Linked DNA regions of Mus musculus: region 2 is linked to region 1. Evidence: chromatin contacts called from public HiChIP or PLAC-seq data. All regions are on one chromosome and are shown on one strand. Each heading gives the region's core, a stretch centred on a gene start, on an enhancer-like site or on the middle of the called end of the contact. The rest is flanking DNA. Distances are from core to core; before and after follow the strand shown.

Evidence for each region. HiChIP or PLAC-seq counts read pairs in DNA pulled down with a chosen protein or histone mark.
Region 2: an H3K27ac HiChIP or PLAC-seq map of large pre-B cells shows a contact between it and region 1, with 5 times the contacts expected there. The contact joins two enhancer-like sites. A contact is called at or near these places in 1 of 484 Hi-C or Micro-C datasets (embryonic stem cells) and 1 of 115 datasets of contacts at active chromatin or transcription factors (large pre-B cells).

What each region holds. Positions count from the first base shown.
Region 1 is chrX:159,508,235-159,512,632 of GRCm38.p6, forward strand. It overlaps Gm39546 (a long non-coding RNA gene), which reads right to left. Exons shown (of 3, transcript XR_878290.2): 2 at 487-627. Among named protein-coding and RNA genes, the nearest start is that of Gm39546, 6.1 kb to the right of the region's middle. Within about 2 kb of position 2,582, at least 79 of the 459 cell types and tissues checked have an H3K27ac peak or open chromatin away from gene starts, as enhancers often do.
Region 2 is chrX:160,148,738-160,153,431 of GRCm38.p6, forward strand. No RefSeq gene overlaps it. Among named protein-coding and RNA genes, the nearest start is that of Pdha1, 13 kb to the left of the region's middle. Within about 2 kb of position 2,839, at least 3 of the 459 cell types and tissues checked have an H3K27ac peak or open chromatin away from gene starts, as enhancers often do.

The sequences.
Region 1 (4,398 bases), core at 1,332-3,831:
CTCCTGGCAGAAGGCCATAGCCCTCCATAGACGTGTCCTTCAGTCATGTAAGGGCAATGCCCCAAGCCCCTCTGTAGGTAGAAGATGTGACCACAGATCACATAGCCTCAAGACAGAGCTCCATTTTAATGAGGTAACTAAAGGCCTGGAGACAGCCAATTAAGCTTTCCTTCCCAGACACTTCTCCGTGTAAAAGGTTATTTAACATCAGGCCCGCCCTTTCCGCCATGACAATAAATGTCTTAAGACCATGGACTGTCTCTTTTCACCAGCATCCGAGGGACCGAGCCAGAGCTCCCCTCTTTCCCCCTCTGCCCCGGGCTAGATCCAGCCCTCAGACCCCCCACTGTGTTCTCGCTCTTCCACAGCTCCCAGCTGTGCCTGGGTGCCCAAGAGCCCGGGAACCAGACATCTCCGGCCCCCCTGCAGGCCCGGAACTCCGAGCCAGCTCCTGCAGTCCCAAGGACCTTAGACTGTCCTTCTTACCCCTGGAGCGGTGTTCCGAAGCTTCCAACACCTGCCCGGCAAACGGCAGTGGCTGGGGTCAGTGCAGTCAAACTTTCCGTGTCCCACCTCCCTGAGCGGCCTGAGCCCTGTAGCAGAGCAAACACGGGACTCCCAGTAATCCTACACACACACACACACACACACACACAGAGAGAGAGAGAGAGAGAGAGAGAGGCATAAAGTAAAGGTTATCCAAGTGGTGCATAACTCATCTCTGCATTGGACAGTAGAGATACGAAGATCAATAGTTGAAAGTGAGCCTTGGCCTACATGAAATCTTGTCTCAAATAAAAAAATAAAAAAAATAAAACAACAAAAAGAAAGAACAGTGACCATGCCCCCCCCCAAAAAAAAAGTTTGTATCACGGGCCAGAAGAAAAGGAGAAGTCAAGGCCAGCTCAGCATTACCCATCAACTGTCATTAACAATTAGCAGGAAACACATGTGGCTCTTTCAATGTGTGATCTAAACATTGACGTTAATACTGCGACCACACTCAATACAACCTAAAATAGAACACACACACAAACTCTGGGGAAATCTAGGCCAGCAGTGTTTTCAAGGGACAAAGGAGTTATCTGCCCTACTTTATTTTTTATTCCTAACAGCCTTTTCAAAAAAAGCCACATAGAAGGGGAGCTGCAATACACGTCAGACCCACCTATTAATTTTCCTCTGAATCTCTCTCTTTCTCCAACAAATGACATGGATGGTGAGTACTTTGCCTAAGCCTATATCAAAGCATGAATTAATTGCCCTTTAAATTTTTTTCTGATTTAAGCATATAATAGTCATTATTCTCTAGAGGAAGATGTATATATGTGCACGTATGTATGTGTTAGTATGTATGTATGTACATTCTGTTGTATAGCTTTTTTTTTTTTTCGTTTTTTGAGACAGGGTTTCTCTGTGTAGCCCTGGCTGTCCTGGAACTCACTCTTTAGACCAGGCTGGCCTGGAACTCAGAAATCTGCGTGTCTCTGCCTCCCAACTGCTTGGATCAAAGGTGTGCGCCACCACTGCCCGACTTGTATAACGTTTTTTTTTAAAGATTTATTTATTTATTGTATGTAAGTACACTGTAGCTGTCTTCAGACACACCAGAAGAGGGCGTCAGATCTCATTACTGATGGTTGTGAGCCACCATGTGGTTGCTGGGATTTGAACTCCGGACCTTTGGAAGAGCAGTCGGGTACTCTTACCCACTGAGCCATCTCACCAGCCCATAGCATTTTTATACTAACAGAAAAACTCCTTGCAGGAGAAAGAGGGGACTCATGATACTCAGGATGTAAAAAAAAAAAAAAAAAAAAAAAAACCACAAGTCCAGAAAAACTGTAATTTCCAAGCTGAGAGCTGCAAGATATACCAGGCCTATACCAGGCCGGTCACCAGTGCTCTCCAAATAAACAATTGCTAGGGAGGAGACGGAGACTCTTGGAGGGCTCTAGGGGCTTTCGCCAGACTTACACCCACCTGCCTCCGGTCAAGGCTAGGCCAAGTTCCATTCTCCACTCACTGGAATCTTCTTGAGTAAAAAATTCTCAGAATGTACTGACTGATGTCACTGGACCCTCGGGAAAGTCCCAGTAGAGTTCCAATGCAGGCCATGCTTGCTAGCCGATAGAGTTAACCTTGCTGACGTAACCTGTGTCTCTGTGATGTAAAAACTGCTTGTAATAGCCATTTAGGGTCGCCTTCTTGTCACTCACCTCAAGGGACCGATTGAGGGTTGACCCTGGAAAATAAACCTCTTGCTTTTGCATTGATCTGTGTCCCAGTGTCTCACTAGGGGGCATCGCAAAGTAAGTACCATTGACCGAGGGTTGGGGGGGAGGTCTTACATTTGGGAGCTTCATCCAGGATTCGAGGAGACTCCCCTAGTGACCACCCACTAGACTTATTGGAGGGAAAAAGACCAAGCACGACAGCAGGCGCTTATTCATAAGCGTTTGTCTGTCTGTGTCCGTTTCTCTGTCTTTTGCTTTCACTTTTGGCTCGAAAGCACAGTGTATTGGCTGGAAAGCCTCTGGTCTGCTGCGGTCAATGGCGGCAGGCAAACGTGCCTCTGACCCTGGGGAATCTGGAGGACGCTTCAGGCCCCACCCCCACCCCCGGAGGGAGTTGGGATGACTCTGCTCCTTTTGGAAGCAGCAAGACACAGCATTAGTGGAAGCCGACCAAGTCTTGCTATAACCTGGTTTCTACACCCATGGCAGGGGCGAGAACTGTCTGTATAACCTGGTTTCTGTGCCTGTGGCAGGGGCGAACTGTCTGTGTGTTGATTGTCTTTTTCTGTGTTCTTGGACTTGGACTGACGTTATTTTTGGACATAAAACAGACTGAATCTACCCGGTTAAACATCCTAGTTAACCACTGGAGGGAAGTTAGGGAAAGAGGAGAAAACTTGTCAGTAGTAGGAGAAGTTAGTTACTCTCTGCTTCTCTGAATGGCCCAACTTCGGAGTAAGGTGGTCACCCGTAGGGACTTGCAGGTGATCAAAGCAGTAGAGGAGAGAGTCTTTAGGCCAGGATCCCTCAGGAATCCAGACCAAGTGCCCTATATAGTTACCTGGAAGAATCTCATGGAGGGCTCCCCTTACCCCCATGGATAAAAGGGTCTTTCCCTAAGACCCACCTGGCAGGTTCTGGCTGTCAGGGAAAAGGAAGCACGGGAGGAGGGATCCGGACCTGAGAAGAAGTCGATCCTCCAAGACCCTTCAACAGTGGACCTTTTGCTCCAAGACCTTTCTCCTCCATATTCCCCTACCCTTGCCCCCCATGGCCCCACCAGTGCCAGAACCAGTCCCAGGATCCTCAGTCCATAAGGGTGCTATTGCACCCCCATTTACCAGAGGGAGGAGTGGGAGGAGATCCCCCCCAACTGGTCCTGCTATGGGGACCCAAAGTCTGAGAACTACCTCCCCTGATACCACAGTGGCTCTCCCACCTCTAGACAAGAGCAATCAGGCTATGCAATATTGGCACCTCTCTTCTGCCAACTTGTACAACTGGAAGGCCCAACATCCCCCTCCTTTTAGATAACCCCAAGGGGCTGATTAATCTCTTTGAGACTGTTTTATTTATTTATCAGCCCACCTGGGATGATATCCAACAACTCATGAGAGTGATCCTCACGACCGACCGAAGAGTGAGAGAGGATAATACAGGAAGCCAGAAAGAATGGCCTTCAGACACGGGGGCACCATCGATTGACCAGGCTGTCATCAACAGTGGGTTTCCCCTGACTAGACCTGGCTGGGACTTTAATACAGCAGAAGATAAGGGGCACCTGAAGGTCTACCATCAGGCTTTGTTGGCAGATCTCAAGGGGGCCACACAATGACCCACCAATTTGACCAAGGTACATGAGGTTACGCAGGGACCAGATGAGTCACTCTCAGCCTTTCTAGAGCAGCTCATGGAGGCATTCTTCCAATATACACCCTATGACCCCAGCAGTGAGAAGCACAAAGCTACTGTGACTATGGCTTTTATAGACCAGGCTAGTAGAGGTAGCGGGAAAAGGCTTCAGAGGCTAGAGGAACTGCAGGATAAATCACTGAGGGATTTAGTGCAGGTTGCTGAGAAAGTCTACTGTAACAGGGAGACAGAGGAGGAGAAGGAGCAGAGAGAGAAAGAGAAAGAGAAAGAGAAAGAGAAAGAGAAAGAGAAAGAGAAAGAGAAAGGAAGAGGATGAAAGGGAGATGAAAAAAAAGAAAGGTAACAGAAAAGGAATTTACAGAGAATCGTGGATACAGTAGTCCGGGAATGCAGAGAAGAGAGACTCCAACCAAAAGAGAGACAGAAACCCCCTTGAAAAGACCTGGTGTGCATATTGCAAAGAGAAGGGCCACTGGACTCAAGAGTGAGCTAACAAATGGAATCCAGG
Region 2 (4,694 bases), core at 1,589-4,088, 640 kb after region 1:
GCTGGTACTAATGCTTGCATAGCCAGAAGCACTCAAACCTACCAAGCCATCACCCTATCACTATTCATCCTTCTCACACAACTTGAAAATTCTTTCCTTTGGCCATTCATGGGGTAAAAACTTTCATGAGGCATTCTGGGATTTGCTGGAAATACAAAAGTGCTTGCTAAGTGAAGAGAGCGACAATGATGTCAATAATATGCTTTGTTTGGGGATTTTCCAGGCATTATCTACCACCACAGAAAGATCCTATAACCAACAGCAAGGCTTCAAGTGGTATTTGAGTCACTGAACTAACATCCAAGTCAGGCTACACTCACAGCTGTTACAGCCACATGGGTTCTCTGTTTACTGTCACTTTTCAAGCCCATGCGTTTGCCTCCAACAAATGGCTTTAACTTCTTAAATCCACAGCCATTAAAAAGTCTATACCTGCTGTGTGTGCCTAGGTTAGACTATCTACATCTTTTACTTTAGAAATGTAGGCAGGTGTGTTATGGCGATGTTTCAAATGGCCATGAGAACCAGGCCTACTGGCTCACACTTGTAATCTCAGCACTTCATAAGCTAAGGCAGAAAGAGCACTGTAAAATCCAGCCAGCTTGTTTCATGAAGTGTTTTTCAGGCTAATATGGACTCTGGAGTCCCTACATCAAAAAACAAAGGGGGGTGGGCACGGGCTATGGGAGAATTGTGCCTTTTCTTCCAATGAAGCTAGCACACTTCACTAAGTTAGTGGCTCTTGGTTTGCTTTCCTGGCCCCCAAATTTGGTAAGGAATGTGGTAGTCTGCATGAGAATGAGCCCCTAGGCTCATATTGGAATATTTGATCCGCAGTTAGTGGAACCGTTTGGGAAGAATTAGCATGTGTGGCCTTGTCTTCTCTTTGCCTGTAACTTGTAGCTCAGATGTGAGCTCTCAGCTACTGCTCCAGCACCATGCCTCCTCCTGCCTGGTGGCCTATCTGCCTGCATGGCACCAAGCTTTCTGCCATGTGGAGGATGGACTAAGCCTCTGAAAATGTAAGCAGTTCCCCAGATAAATGCCTTATGCTTTACATTGCCTTGGTCATGATGCTTCAATGATGCTTCATCGCAGCAATAGAACAGTAAGGCACTGCTTGAGTTGCCTTTGGTAATCTGGCCCATCTGTGGTCCAGATTCTACCTAAGTCTATTGATTCCCTAAGGTTATTCCCATGATAGGTCAGCTTTTATTGGGGCAACAGTAAAAATGCCAGACCTATGTGCCTATTCATAGAAATATATTCAAAATTATGTCTATTCAGAAAATGTGAGCAAAGATGGATGGAGTGTGTCTCACCCCATTTTCTCTTGTATCACTGCTTCCTGCCACCCTGTCAATGCTAACATACTGTGAGGGGGACTTTCTGCCATGCCTTCCTTAAAGAAAGTTGGTATTCCACTTTGGTATGTTAGTGCTACCTTCAGGGACTTTTTTTCTCTTATTTTGGCTTTATTTTATTTTATTTTATTTTATTTTATTTTATTTTATTTTATTGAGACTGATCTCACTATCCAGCTCAGCCTGTCTGGAAAATAGTATCTCCATAACACTTTAGGGACTGGGGTTATTTCCAGCACTGGGCAATTTAGGCCTTTTGCTCATGAATAAATTAAGGTCCAAGGCTAAAGGAAGATGGTGACAAGCTGAAACTAGAACACAGAATTCCTGAGATTTTGCCTAATAGCCCATATGTTAGGCTTTTAACAGTAAGGGAGTAAATGCATGCACAATAATTTCATGCTCCTTGGATCTATACTATGTGCAATGACTAGAATTCGGTCAAGAGTGCCATCAACACATCTACTAATTAACTGGACTCTTCTACATCCCAGATCAGCCATTTACCCTGTGATGTACCCTAATCAGGGAGTCACACAGGAAGACCTGTGCCATGCGGGGTTGAAGAATCCTCATCAGTAGTCCATCTATTAGAAAGCCTGTGAGAGTACCCTACTTATGTTTGTACCAGAGGTCTGGAAGTACAGCTCAGTTGGTAGAGCACTTACTGATCATGCACTGAGCCCTGAACTCAAACCTCAAAACTACATGTAAAAAGCAAGTGTGATGGTGTATGCCTATAATCCCGCCACTTGTAAGATGGAAGTGAAAGGTCATCCTAAATTGCATACCAAATTTGAGACTAGCCTGCCATACATAAGATACCTTCTCTCAAAAATTAAAATAAAAAAAATCTTGTAACAGAGGAATGTATTGACTAATCTAAGAAGTGCTAGGAATAAGTTTGAGTGGGAAAGTGGTATTCTGGAGATGTGGGGGACATGAATTCCGAGGGGTCTTTGTCCCTGCATGAGCAGAATAGAGCAACCCAGGAGCCCAAGGCCAGGGACCCTGAAAGTCATGGCCTTATGGTTGCTTTTTTGGAAGGCCCTGTCACATGACTGAGTAGGCTTTGGACCAGCACGTCAGCCTAGTCAGGCATCACAAGGACAGATGATGTTACCACACTCAGGAGAACAGGCTGTGCATGAGACAGGATATGCAGCGGAGTGTGTAACTGCCTCATAAGAAAGAAGCATAGGCCTTCAGTCCTTTTCCAGTAGCTTGGGTACAAGTCTGAAGACCAATCATGTACTTTAGAATCTTTGGCAATTCAACTAAGCAGCATCTTTCATCAGCATCAGCATTGTAATAGAGAAGCCTTTGTTCTGCAATAGCTGGATAATACTAGCAGGTTATACTCTAACACTGGGGAACAAGAAATCCCAATCAGAAAACACCTTCTCTGTAGCAACAGCCATAGTTTCCAGCCCAGCCATGTGATCATAAGAGGAAGCAGCCAGTACTTTGTAGTGTGTTGCTTGGCTACACGGATCAGTAGTTAGGTTACTACTCAGACCCGAAAGGATATGCATGGTATGTACTCATAAGTGGATATTAGCCATACAGTACAGGATATTCACAGACTCAAAGCTAAATAACAAGGAGGACCCAAGAGAGGATCTTTGAATCTCACTCAGGAGGGGAAATAAAATACCCATCCTAGGTGGATAGATGAAGGAAACTGGGTAGGAGAAGAGATGGGGAGGGGAACAGGGGTGAGGGGATAAGGTATAGGGAGAGCGAGAAAGAGAGGGCAGGAAGAGACTGAACAGATGGGTGGGCAACAGGCAAGAGAGGGGGGGGGCATCTCTAGGATGCACCAGAGACCTGGGATGGGGAGGCTCCAGGGAGTCTATGGGGGTGGCTCTAGCTGAGACTCCTCGCAGTGGGGATATGGAACCTGAAATGGCCACCTCCTGTAGCCAGGCAGGCTCCCAGTGGAGGGATATGGACATCAACCCATCCATAAAACCTTCGACCCAAAATGTGTCCTGCCTATAAGATGTGCAGGGACAAAGATGGAGCAGAGACTGAGGGAATGGGCAACCAATAACCAGCCCAACTTGAGATCCATACCACAGGCAAGAACTAGTATCTGACACTATTAATGATACTCTGTTATGCTTGCCTAGCATAACTGTCCTCTGAGACACTCTATCCAGCAGTTGACCAAAACAGGTGCAGAGGCTCACAGCCAAACATTAAACAGAGCTTGGCAAGTCTAGAGAAGAGTTAGGGGAAGGATTGAGGAACCTGAAGGGGATAGAAACTCCACAAGAAGACCAACTGTGTCAACTAACCTGGACCCTTGGGGTTCTCAGAGACTGAACCACCAACCAAAGAGCATACGCAGGCTGGACCTACCCTCCTCAACCTCCACACATATGTAGCAGATGTGCAGCTTTGTCTTCTTGAAGAGGTCTCCCAAAAAGTAAAGCCTAGGCTTACCTTGACTCTGTTGACTGTCTGAAGACTGTGCTGCCTTGTCTGGCCTCAGTGGAGAAGGATGTGCCTAGTCCTGCAGTGACTTGATGTGCCAGAGTGAGGGGATACCCAAGGGGACCTCCCCCTCCCAGAGGTGAAGGGGAGGGTGAATAGGAGAAGGGCTGCATGAAGGGGAACTGGAAAGAGGAGGGGGGGTGTTGTTCAGATGCAGAGTGAATAAATACATGAATTAATGGGAAATAGGTTCATAATGAATTTTTGTGTGTGTGTGCACGCATATGCATGTGTGTGTGTTGGGAAGTGTGCCTTGTGTTCACTCAGAGATCAGAAGAGAATGTTAGGTGTCTTGTTATATTGCTCTCCATCTTATGACCCCAGACTGGGTCTCTTACTGAACCTGGGACTAAGTTGGCCACCAGCAAGTCCCAGTGATCCTCCTGTCTCTGCCCCCCCCCCCCCACATAGCTGGGGTTGCAGGCATGTGCATAGTCACAGCCAGATTTTTGCTTGGGTACTGAGGATTTGAACTCATGCTTACACAGCAAGCACTATTACATACTGAGTCATATCCCCATTGCCCTTAAAATGCATTTTTAAAAATCTATCACATATTCAACTTACATTGTAGAAGGAGGAAAAATTGTAATGACATAATAATCCCATACAGATCAATTCCATGGTAGGAATCACAAGGAAAACATCACCCATTTGTGAGCAGATGGCTACGTGGAACTCTACCCAGGATAACAAGGGGACAATCTTCTTTGGTGTGCCATTGAAGATAAACTCCACTAGGGGGTACTGCAACTGTAGTAAGACTGAAACAGAGATGTACAATTGCATAAACTTTGTGTTGGGCCTGTTTCATGCTAAAAAGACCTT